2 separate regions of the Mus musculus genome follow, and region 2 is linked to region 1. Evidence: chromatin contacts called from public Micro-C data. All regions are on one chromosome and are shown on one strand. Each heading gives the region's core, a stretch centred on a gene start, on an enhancer-like site or on the middle of the called end of the contact. The rest is flanking DNA. Distances are from core to core; before and after follow the strand shown. Region 1 holds the start of F630040K05Rik (RIKEN cDNA F630040K05 gene). Region 2 overlaps F630040K05Rik (RIKEN cDNA F630040K05 gene).

The links. Hi-C and Micro-C count contacts between places; a contact is called where the count stands out from the background.
Region 2: a contact with region 1 is called in a Micro-C map of stem cell-derived neural progenitor cells, with 4 times the contacts expected there. The contact joins the enhancer-like site here to the promoter of F630040K05Rik in region 1. A contact is called at or near these places in 5 of 15 datasets of contacts at CTCF or cohesin (the G1E-ER4 cell line, the NIH/3T3 cell line, embryonic stem cells and 2 more), 34 of 484 Hi-C or Micro-C datasets (the AML12 cell line, B cells, the G1E-ER4 cell line and 14 more), 14 of 115 datasets of contacts at active chromatin or transcription factors (the HPC-7 cell line, astrocytes, embryonic fibroblasts and 5 more) and 4 of 9 other capture datasets (adipose tissue, embryonic stem cells, liver and 1 more).

What each region holds. Positions count from the first base shown.
Region 1 is chr17:45,733,027-45,736,106 of GRCm38.p6, forward strand. F630040K05Rik (RIKEN cDNA F630040K05 gene) reads left to right here and starts at 1,480. Exons shown (of 5, transcript NR_152153.1): 1 at 1,480-1,820. It overlaps 1600014C23Rik (RIKEN cDNA 1600014C23 gene), which reads right to left and starts at 818. Exons shown (of 2, transcript NM_028164.1): 1 at 560-818; 2 at 1-96. The coding sequence starts at 767.
Region 2 is chr17:45,768,596-45,771,675 of GRCm38.p6, forward strand. All of the region lies in intron 2 of F630040K05Rik (RIKEN cDNA F630040K05 gene), which reads left to right. Among named protein-coding and RNA genes, the nearest start is that of Gm46607, 19 kb to the right of the region's middle. Within about 2 kb of position 1,441, at least 37 of the 459 cell types and tissues checked have an H3K27ac peak or open chromatin away from gene starts, as enhancers often do. A contact at or near this core is called in the G1E-ER4 cell line, the NIH/3T3 cell line, astrocytes and 3 more, where this site is marked.

The DNA.
Region 1 (3,080 bases), core at 230-2,729:
AATTTCCTCCTGAGTATGACCAGGTCACTGAATTCCCACTGTCTGGCCAGGGCAAGTCCTTCTGCAGAGCCAGCACTTGAGGACTTCCAAAAGGACCTGTAGGAAAGAGGGGGTGGGAGGTCACATGTGCTGTTCATAAGGGAGCACACCCTCTTTGGGCTCACTTCCGCGAGACAGGACTCTCTCCCCCAACCCTGGACAAATGGCTTGTGAAGGATCTGTGTGCCATCGAGAGTGGCTGCCAGGATGGTGGCTATGACGGCTGGCCCAGTTGTGGGTGCCTTTGTGCGCTGTGACTGGGTGTCTGTGTCTGGAGTCACTGAGCGCTTGTTCTGTGGGGTAAGGGGTGTGGGGGTGGGGGCACGGCCTGTAGCAGGGAGGTACGTGAGGCTGGGCACGAACTGCCTCACCCACCAGGTCTACTCTTGCCAGGTACAACCAGCTGCTTCGGACCAATGCCTACCGCCTCCTCCCTTCCCTGGGCACGGCCAGGCCGGGGGGCAAATGACTTGGCGGGCACCTCCCTCACTTGGACCCACTGGGGTTAGAGCCAGCTCACCTGGGGCGCAGGCAGGGTTCCTTGCTGGTGGGTGCTCTGCCAACCGCCCCCCTTTCCGGGACTCCCAGTGGGTAGACTGGGGAGGGGGGCACTGGCCGAAAGACAGGCCCCCTTCTGTCCCACTCTGTAGATGGGTCGAACTGGGCACAGTATGCCTGATGGATAGAGAGGACAGTTCTCTGTTGAGGGCCCAGGAAATGATTTCCATGTAAATGAGATGCAAACTCCTTAATGAGTTTGCAATTAGGAGTCCAAGCCTGCCAGGCCTGGGCAATGCCTTTGGGTTTTATGAATGGGCCGGGGCCCGGAGGGGGGAGGCGGCGCGCCGGTCCGCCCCCACAGCTCCCTGTCTCCGGGCCCGCGACATGCCGCGCCGCACGTTGCTGCCTCCCGGCCCGCCGCAACTTGGCCGATCGCCAGCGGGTCAGCTGCTCCGGACCGCGCGGGAGGCTGTCGGCCAGAGTCCCCGCCACGCTGCCTGCCCGCGTCGCGTTGTGGCCGAGGACACACCCCCTGGGGCCTGGTTAGGGCTCTGTCCTCCGGCGCCCCTTTCCCCGTTATGGGAATGGCTTCTCGCTGCCGAAATAGCGAAGCTAGCCTTTGGGCTGGGAGCGCACTGGCTCCTAACTTGTAGGGCTGTACGTGCGTGACCTTGGGCAGGGTGCAAACAGAGGTGACAGAGAGGAACCAGTTCTCACCCTAGAGTTCCTGCATCTCTCTAGCTCCCTTCTTTGGTTTTCTCCTGGCTTGCTCTCAAAGGTGATTCCCACCAAACCCAGGGCACCTGCTTTGTTGTATACAAAGCTGCCCCCTGTCTGTTCCGGGCCTGGGTTTGCCTTGGGGTTGAAAAGAAAGGCCTTCTAAGTGAGTGCGTGTGCAGGGGAGAGTTATGGTCCCCCAAGACTCACCAGATTGACAGTGTAGAGTCTTCTTTCCCCAAAGCTTCCTCCCCTCCCCCACTGCTTTCAGAGTAGATTAACTAATTACTTCCAATTAAAGCCGGTAGATCTCTGTACCTCCTGGGCTTCAACACTGCCCCTAGGAGTCTCCCTAGGCTGCCTGGGTCTGAAAGGGACCTGGCCACTTAGGGGGATCAGTGAATCAGTTAAGTAATGCAGGGGGCCACAAAGGAAGCCCACTGGGTCATGTGCTTGACGGGGAGGGCTGCAGACAAGCCTGGCCCTCTGGCTGCAGCATGGAAGTGTGGCCCTGCTTCAGGCCCTAATGGGCCCGGGAAGGTCAGGAGCTGCCGTCTTTGGAGGTAAGTCAGCCGGGTGAAGGTCCTGTGCAGATGCCCAGGGCTAGAGAAGCAACCACCAGAGGATAATCCAGAAGCCACCAGTCCTTGGGGACACTCGTAGCCTCCCTCACCCAGGATGTCCCTCCTCTGCCTTCCAAGTGCTCCACCCTTCACTGGTCTCAGCACTAGCCCAGCCCAGTCCATCCCAGGCCCCACCCTGACCCCACGTGTGGGACGTGAGGGGAAGGATACCTGGCATCAGAGGTAGGGCGATGGGTTGTGACCTAAGTCTCACCTCTGGACAAGCTGGCCTGTCTTGGTCAGGCAAGCTCATGCCAAGATGTGACTCAGGGCCAGGGCCTAATTCTATCTTGAGTTCTGCTGTAGCAGGGATCTGGGCTTGGATCTCTGTGTGTATGTTTCTGGCTTGAGGTGCCCTCTCTCTCTCAGCTCTTAGGTTCTAGGGTTCTGGCTATAGCTGCACCTTCTAGCACGTTGCCCTGGTAGGAGGTGGCAGGAAAGGCTTTCTGGCAGGAATAAGAGTTTCAGGGGCAGAGGGCAACTGAGCTATTCAGGGCAGGAAGTGCCACTTCTGGGGTGTTAAAAGTCTGTTTGCCAGCTTGCTTAACCCCTAGGTCCATATAAAGCGGGTCACAACTTCCTCACATCTAGGGTTGCTTCTTTATGTATGCTCAGGTCAGTGACAGGGCAGCTTAACGTTTTTACTTGTTTCTCTGTCCCTTGTCCCCCTTCTCAGACCTTCCCAAAGATCTGTAGGACTCTGTTCTTTCCTGCATTTCTTTCTGGCCAGCAGAGGGCGCTGCCCAAGGACTGAGGCCACCAGGGAGGTGGGTAGAGAATCCTTCCTTGTGTAGGGCTAGTAAGTCCGGTCTCCCTGGCCTGTCCTCCCCACCCCCCCAGCTGCCCCCCAGGAAGTTTGCCTTTCTTTTTGATGATTTAGACTTAACCTGTCAGAGGGTTCGAAGTTAGACAACAGGATGAACCCAGGTGGCTTTGGGCAGGAAAAAGAGCTTGAGGGACAGAGATGCCTCTCCCAACATCTTAAATGGGGAAGGCGCACTGGAGATGGCCGGCTTTCCTTCCCTGACCTTGGAAGAAGGGTTGGGAGGGGCTGCATAGACTAGCTGGTGTCCCACCCTGTGGGAGGGACTGCTGTGGACATCTGGGCTACATCTGGGATCCTGGCAAGACAGCTCATGGGTTATAGGATTCAGCCCCTGGTGGTCTCTCATTAGGCTCCCGGGGAACCCTTTATAAACA
Region 2 (3,080 bases), core at 191-2,690, 36 kb after region 1:
TCCTCCCTCCTCCCCCTCCTTCCTCCTCCTCTTCTTCATGTTTTTTTTAAAGATTTATTTATTTTATGTATGTGAGTACACTGTCACTATCTTCAGACACACCAGAAGAGGGCATTGGATCCCATTACAGATGGTTGTGAGCCACCATGTGCTTGCTGGGACTTGAACTCAGGTCTGAGAAGTTAGCACTCTTAACTGCTGAGCCATCTTTCTAGTCCCAGGAGGCCTGGTTTGATGTCAAGAAGTCCATTTCAACTTTCTTCCCTAGCATGTCACATCTACTCTGTGTCCTCCTAAGCCTGGCAATGGGGCAGAGATGAAGAAGACCCAATAGGTCCCTCCCTCCAATCTTGTCTTCCCCTTGTCTCCCCCTCCTTTCTCTCTCTTTTGCTCAACTCCCTCTTGTTTCTCCCTCCCCCTGTTCACTCCCTTTTCCTTTCTTCCTTCTCTTCCTCTTGTCTTCTTCCTCTCTCCCACCTCCTCCTTTCACCCTCTTCCCTCTTTCCCCTCCCTCCTTCTTCCATTCCCTCTTCCTCTCCACCCTCCTCCATCTTTCCCCGAAGCATTGGTGAGCAGCTCCTGCAAACTGGTACAGACGGGCAGTGATTTTTTCAACTTGATTGGACCTAGGTTCCAAGACGGATGGGAGGTGGCTCTGGGTGGGTGTTCCAAGGCATTTCCTGGAAGGATTCGCTGAAGGAGAGGAGCTCCCTAGAGTAGGTGGTCCTTTCAGGCAGTGGCTGCTCCACTCTAAAGGAGTCTGAGAGATAAGCACAGTTGAGGTTGCTCCCTGTGGGTGCACACATCTACTCTGCCACATCCACCACCACATCTTTCCCTGCGTTTGGAACCCAGCTTCATCTTCCAATGGATTGGTGGCTCCCAGGAACCCTCCAGTCCCTCAGCATCAGACTGCAGACTGCTGAGGCCCCTAGCCCGGTGCACTGAGTAGCCTCAGGAGTCTCAGCCTCTTTAGCATGCCAACAGCCTATGTGGGACTCCCAGCCTGGAAAGTCAATCTAATAGATCCTAATATATATCCATTCAATCAGCTTAAAAGCCTTGACCAATATACATATTTATTGCATGATGGGGCTCAAGGAGTACTCACTGTAGTTCCCATATTCACCCTTGTTTTTTTGGGGGGGCTCCCTGAGCTGGAGATGAGGCCCCCAACATGCTGTCTTTGGCTCTCATAGATCCCCTGAATTCTTCATTCATTCCCATCCACACAGGAGGTGCCTGCTCTGGGAAAAGCGGTCAGCTTCAGGCTTCCATCACAGCAGTGGAGAGGAAGCTGGGTCTGGGAAGAGAGTTCTAGGTTGAGGAAAGGACACAGGCAAAGCCAGGAAGCGCCAGGAAGCGCCAGGAAGCGCCAGGAAGCACAACACTCTGGGGGGCAGGCCCTGGGCCAGGCAGAAAGATGGTTCCAGCAGTGCTGACTCACAGGGAAACTTCTAGGACAGTTGAAGGTTTCATTTCTCCAGCTTCAGGGATAGAGGGGGGAACACTCAGGGGATGGTTGAGTGTCAAGAGGCAGAGGGAGATGCAGACATTTCTGTGGAACCCTGACTCACACCTGGGGCTTCATCTAGCACGCTCCCTGATCCCCGTGCTCCTCCCTCCTTGTGCTCCTCCCTCCTTGTGGTCCCGGGGCCCTTGCTGTCATCAGACTTTCTCTGTTATCTAAGCTGGGTCTCCTGCCACATTTTTGCATGTCTTTTGTGGAGACGGCCACAGTGGAGCCCCTTCCTTCTCTTTTTGTTCATTTTTTTTTTTTCTTGGCTCGCTTTGCCCTTCCTTCATGGTCTCCGTTGATCTTTCCCTCTTCTTTGTTTCTTCTAGGACTCTGGCTCCCCTCTCATTCCTGAACAAGGTCTTCCAATGACCCGTAGCAGTACTGGGACAAGAAGGCAGACTGTGGGGTTGTAGGTGGCCTGGCAAGGGGCTCTGTGCCCAAAGCCTTGTCTTCTTCTCTCTAGGGTCAGAGGGGACAGGATCCAGCTGTCCTCAGCTGCAGCTCCGTTTCCACGGCGAGCCTAGCGAGAGGCTGTGACAGAACACTAGGCACTGGAGCCCAGAGAAGTCTTGCTTTGCCAAAGAAAAGACAGTATGGCAGCTTTTAAAAGGAGGAGGTGGGGCTGTGGGCAGGAGTACTTGTTGCTCAAGCACGGAGTCTGAATTCAGATCCAGTACTCTGATCTGCTGCAGAAAGCCCAGAGGCAGCAGGGATTAATATTGGGGGAGACTGGAGGATCTCTGGGGCTTGCTGGCTGCCCAGCCTACTTGAAGAGGAGGGGTCCAGCTTCATTGAGAGACAGTCTCAGGAGAATAGTGGGGGGTGACAAAGGCCATGCGGCCTCTGTGGGTATACCCACTCATGCACGCCACCCAGAGATCAGCCCTGCCAGCCCTGAGCTCATGAGCGTAGTCCTGTTTCTCTCTGTTCCTGACTCATGAGCTTAGTCCTGTTTCTCTCTGTTCCTGACTCGTTCAGTTTCTCCTCTTTTAAAAGTAATATTCATTTTATTATTAGCCTGTGTATGTATGGGAGAGACAGAGAGAGAGAGAGAGAGAGAGAGAGAGAGAGAGAGAGAGAGAGGAAGGAGGAGGAAGAGGAGGAGGAGGAGGGGGGGAGGAGGAGGAGGAGGAGGAGGAGGAGGAGGAGGAGGAGGAGGAGGAGGAGGCATGTGTCTGCCTCAGCACCCTTGAGGATGTTAAAGGGTTTTGTTTTTGTTTTGAGACAGGGTTTCTCTGTGTAGCCCTGGCTGTCTTGGAACTCACTCTGTAGACCAGGCTGGCCTGGCCTTGAACTCAGAAATCTGCCTGCCTCTGTCTCCTGAGTTCTGGAAATTAAAGACCTGTGCTACCACTGTTCAGATAGTAGTAAATTTTTTCAAGTTGGTCTTCAAACCCAGGTCATCAGACTTGGCCAGCAAGTATTTTTACTTGGGGAACCATCTCAGAGGCCCACGTACATCTGTGTGTGTGTGTGTGTGTGTGTGTGTGTGTGTGTGTGTGTGTGTATGTGTGTGTCTTTTCTTTTTTGGTCCTCACATGGTGACCTCTGAGTTGTCTGG